2 separate regions of the Danio rerio genome follow, and region 1 is linked to region 2. A link is a contact called in public Hi-C data. All regions are on one chromosome and are shown on one strand. The core of a region is the stretch at or near the end of the contact, and the rest is flanking DNA. Distances in the headings are between cores, read along the strand shown.

Evidence for each region. A called contact is a pair of places that touch in the nucleus more often than the background predicts.
Region 1: a contact with region 2 is called in a Hi-C map of embryo, with 1.6 times the contacts expected there. The contact joins the promoter of pkdcca here to the enhancer-like site in region 2. A contact is called at or near these places in 2 of 18 Hi-C or Micro-C datasets (embryo and an unstated tissue).

Annotation. Positions count from the first base shown.
Region 1 is chr13:3,097,791-3,100,652 of GRCz12tu, reverse strand. pkdcca (protein kinase domain containing, cytoplasmic a) reads left to right here and starts at 1,501. Exons shown (of 7, transcript NM_001161598.1): 1 at 1,501-2,196. The coding sequence starts at 1,501. It also overlaps a transcript of fbxo9 not described here.
Region 2 is chr13:3,028,333-3,031,112 of GRCz12tu, reverse strand. It overlaps a transcript of fbxo9 not described here and a transcript of pkdcca not described here. Among named protein-coding and RNA genes, the nearest start is that of pkdcca, 69 kb to the left of the region's middle. Within about 2 kb of position 1,317, at least 7 of the 62 cell types and tissues checked have an H3K27ac peak or open chromatin away from gene starts, as enhancers often do.

The DNA.
Region 1 (2,862 bases), core at 252-2,751, 69 kb before region 2:
TATTTATTTATGAATCCCAGCAAACACTTTTATGTTTAATAGACGTCTAATATACATCTAAAAGTAAACAGCTTGGCTAAAACGAGGCTAAACTTCACTGAAAAAAAATATTCAAAGATGATTCCTTTGATTTACTTAATTTCTTTAAGTTAAGGGGTTGTAAACAATTTATTTGGGCTAAATATAAACAAACAAATTAAGCTGAAAATTATTAAATTTAATTTGTTTGTTTAAACTCAACACATATAAATTATTTGCAACAATTTAGCAGACATAATTTTTTTCTAATAGACATCTTGGAATAGTCCAAAACTAGACTAGTCGTCAAATAGACAGATCAGACAGACTGTAAATGTGTAGTCATTCATTTCTGCATTTTTGATGACTAGTTTTGGCCTATTTTTAGATGTCTATTAGATTTTCTCTGACAGCCCAAATTTAGTCTTGTTTTAGCCCCAGACGATATGTTTAGACGTCTATTAGACATGTTTTGAAAACAAAAGATGCTTGTCAAATAACAGCAAATATGAATAAATGTTAAGAAGGGAGTTTAAAACAGGCTAATAACTATAAAAGTTTTGTTGTTGTTGTTGTTGTTAGCATGTGTAGTCTTTTTTTTATATTTGAGTCAAAATGATGATACATTAGTACTGCAATTTACAAAAGCCACCCACTAAAATGTTGCTAATTTATTGTAATTTTGCTAATTCATACTTATTTGTAAATTACACACAGTCAAGAAGAAACACTTTTCCCTATAATGTGGCATTTTTGTAATTATTTACCAAATTAGCCTGGAAACTTTAGCAGAACAAAAGGAGAAATTTTGAAGAATGTGCTGGTCACTTTTTTATGTAGTTTTCTAATGTCGGATGGCATTGCAAATGTTTCACTTTGCGTTCTAAATGTTTGGCAACTCCTTGCATAAATCCATCTACATGCATTCAAACTGCCTAACACATGATGTTTGCATTCCTTTCTGAAGCTTGATATCAATATTCGTACAGTCGCTTTGTGAAAAAGACTTTCCTTGCATTCCGCAGAAGAACGCGCTAATGCGGGTCCAAGGCAGCATGCGGGTGAGTAAACCAGTTTAATTTGGGAGTGCACTATTCCTTTAAGTCAGAAGTGCAGCTTTTCCACAGAAGCAGAGGGCCGAGTCGATTGCCAGTCAAGGTGACGTCAGACCGATCGAGAGACGCGCTCGGGCTCGGTGCTGCTGCGGCGCGCGCTCGAGACCCCCGCCAACCGAGCGCACACGCGCAACTGTCACCATGATCAGCCTTATATGGGGTGGATCTTAAATCATAACTGCAAGATGAAGACAGCATCATCATAGAGAGGGCAGCATCATAGACTTAATTCCTCGGGATCCTGAAGCCTTCACGCCGCACAATACTACACTCCGGCACGGCCAGACTGCCTGCAGCTGCCAGGCGGGTAGGCGGAGGCTGGAAGGGGGAACACATCTATTTTCTGCTAATAATCATAAGTAATAAAATGAAGCGGAGAAAGATGGTGGTAGCGGCGGGCTTCTGCGTCTCGTTCATCTTGGGCACGCTGATGAATTTATTGTTCATTCCGGGATTCGAGCACCACAGCGAGCGGGTGCACCGCCACCACCACCACCACGAGAAACATACGGACGCTCCTGCCCGGCTTCAGATCGACGACTCGCCGCCGGTAGAACCGGCCACTGTTGGGCGACTCTCTGAGCTCCAGCGGCAAATACGCGAGCGGCTGGACGAGGTTTTGCGGTACCGACAGGCGCACTGGCTCGGCACCGGACCTCTGGAACGCCGGCGACTAATGGACCTGGAGCAACGTAGCGAGTGGGAATCATACAAAGGAATTGAGAAAATTAATCATTACGATCCATCGCGATCGACTCCCGCAGTGTCCATAGCAACAAAATCGCACCGGGAGATTACGCGCGAGTCGGGGCTCGGCTGCGGCAGTATCGATAACGTTACCAATGTCCAGTATTTGGGCTCTGGATACACAAAGGCGGTTTACAGGGCAGCTTTGAACAGCAGCTTCTCCGTCGCGTTAAAATCAGTCGATTTTGGAGGTCACGACATGGAGAATTGTGTGAAGAAATACGCATCGTCTGCAGACTGTTACAAACTCGCATCCTTCAAAATTATCAAGGAAATGACGCTGATGGAGAGACTGCAGCACCCCAACATTCTCAAGGTAATGTGGATTATATTGTAAAATTGTTTTGGAATCACACTTCATTGGTGTTCAAATTATATATATATATATATATATATATATATAATTATATATATATAATTATATATATATATATATATATATATATATATATATATATATATATATATATATATATATATATTTATATATATATATATATATAGTGCTCAGCAATTTTGCGTACATCCCATTTTCAAAATGAATATTTCTCAATAAATATAGGTATTTTGGTGCAAAACAGGTTTATTAAACAGATATATTTATTAAAATATAATTTTAGCCACCGAACATCTTTACAAATAGAAAGATAATACGTTTAAATATTTTCCCCTAACATATAAATTAGACCTACACATTTTTGGACTGTTTTTGTAAACTATTTTGTTAGATTAGCTCGAGATTTGGCTTCTTTGACTAATCTAATGTATGCACAAATCCTTCCTATAGAAATATGAATTTAAGTGAGAGATTTGTGAGGGCTGTTGACTTCTTATATTTGCCGAGCACTGTATATATAGGCTATACATGTGATTAAATTCTAAACAGCATTAGCTTTATCATATAGTATTCAAAGTAGGTTATAAACTCATTATCTTTAATTTGCGTTTGCCATTTTTGGAGCAACATTAAACAACTATATCA
Region 2 (2,780 bases), core at 68-2,567:
GCATGGTCTCTTATAACAAAACCACATGACTTGTTTTTTTCTAAGAGGGATAGATAAGAGGGATAGTTTGTCCCTCTTAGTTGTGTGCATTATAATAATAGTTGTTGTTGTTGTTGTTGTTTATTATTAAATGTGCATTTTCAAAACTTATTTGCATCTTGCCATATCTTTACTGCTGTTGTTGTTGTTATTAATTTGTTATTTTTATTATTATTAAATGCATATTTTCAAAATGTATTCACATCTTGCTGTATCTATTTACTTATTGTTGTTGTTTTCAAAAAATGGCATCTTGCTGTATCCATTTACCTTTTATTATTATTATTATTATTATTATTATTATTTATTAGAAAATGCACATTTTCAAAGTTTAATTTATTCACATCTTGCCACAGTTGTTGTTGTTGTTGTTGTTGTTGTTGTTGTTGCTATCATTATTTTAATTTTTTATTAAATGCACATTTTCAAAATTTATTTGCGTCTTGCTGTATCTATTTAACTTTTATTATTGTTGTTATTATTATTATTATTATTATTATTATTATTATTATTACTGCACATTTTCAAAATTTTATTTATTCACATCTTGCCACATCTATTTATGTTGTTGTTGTTTATTTTAATATTAAATGCAAATTTTTTAAATTTATTTGCATCTTGCCGTGTCTATTTCATGTTGTTGTTGTTGTTGTTGTTGTTGTTGTTTAAAAAATGTATTCGCATCTTGTTGTATCTAATCACCTTTTGTTATTATTATTAAATGTGCATTTTCTAAAATATTCTCATCTTGTCATATCTATTTACCATTATTATTATTATTATTATTATTGTTATTACACTGTTAAAAATATATAATCAATTGGTCCTGACAACATGTTTTTATATCATTGTAACTTATAAAATTAAATTAAAACTTAGTTTAATAAGTTACACTGTTTTAAGTCAGTTTAACATAATATAAGTTCAATGGACTCTTAAGGTTGATTTGTTTCAGCTTAAAAATTAAGGCAACCAGGATTTTTTTCTTAGTGTATTAAATGCACATTTTCAAAATGTATTTGCATCTTGCCATATCTATTTAGCTTTTTTTCCGTAACATTTCAAAATGTGCATAAAAATAGGTGAATGCAAACATCGCTAGTGTGTGTGTGCATTTTGTCCCATCAGCAGAAGCTCTCTGTGTCCGTCTCTTAAAAGTCCTTTACCATTGTAGTATTTTTTTTCCTTCTGTCGTTTCTTTCATGCTGTGATGAGCAGCACGGTGTCTGCATTCCTCTCGCATTCCTACTTCATCACGCTGACCTGTTCTGCTACACACTTCTGAACACACACACACACATACATACACATGACTGAGACAAAGGGCCAGATTTACTTAACAGGCAAATTAGCGAGAAGGCGCACAGTCCCATTAAAGCCAATAGGAGATGGAGCAAGAGAGACCGCAGTTCTGCAAGTGAGCTCCTAACAATGCACAAGTTTAGAGCATCTGAAATGGCATACTTCCTAAACAGTTAGTGAAAAACCGTATGCGAGAAGAATAGCGTGTGCAACACTGGCTCACTGGGAAAATGTGCCCATGGATACATTTTTGAGAACCAAGAAAAATATGTGCTTGTGGGTACATTCTGTACAGTGCATCAGAAAGTATTCATATCACTTAACTTTTTCCAAATATTTTTCAGTGTTACAGCCTTGTTCCAAAATTGATTAAATTCATTTATTCCCTCAAAAAAAAAAAAAAAAAAAAAAAAAGTTTGGCCCAGAATTCAAGAATTCATTGAGAGTGTATAAACTCGACAAAGGGACTAATCTCTGTGACAGAAGTGACCGATCTTAATATAATACAACAACTTAAGTGTATTTGTTTCCACATTTACTTTAATTACAACATTTGTTATAGATTTTTCTTACCCACATGACTCTGTACAGCACAGCATGTCACCATGACTTTGGAGCTGGCCCATTTTAAATGTCCGAATTTCTGAAATACATGCAGCTTGAGTTAAAAAATCTGCGTAATACACACACACACACACACACACACAATGTGCAATCGTGTGTATTCAAGGACACTGGACAAATGTCTATATATCCGGTCCAAACTCCTGTCCTCTCACTCATAAAAAATCGGCCAGCTCAACATTTCTCATCTCTGTTCACGACGCAGTTTAAGCCTTTCCATATCCAAGATAAGCTTCTCCAAATACAAATACATCATGTGGATGTTTTAATCTATTCAAGACGTGAAATCTCTCAGAGAAAGCTGCTGAGAGCCGTAGGAGACCCGAGACTGTTTTCCATTTATTTTCAACACAGTAACACCCTGACCTGAAAAAAATTAAACACGCACACGTTTGTATTTCAGTCGTCTAAATGTGGGACACAATAAAAGTCTACTGTTTTTACACACCAATCTATAAAATAAAAATACAAATGTACATATTAGCATGAACACTGATAGACTTCTTGAATTTGTTAAATTAAAATGTTTTTTTTTTTATCATTTTATCATTGTAGGACACCCGATCCACCTACTTACCTGTTCACTATTTATCCTCTTACCGTACGTTCACACCGAAAGCGGCGAGAGCGTCCCACGTCACTCTGGCCGCCCTGGCAATATCGCTGTCTGCCTTCAGCTCCGGCGGCGAGAGCATCAAAACTCACTACATTGATCTCGTATTTAAAGGAGCCGTTGCAGCATATCAGTTACGTTTCTAGCGTGAAAATGTTGCGCACTTCTTATAAAATTCATTTAACAATGGAAGATCAAGTTG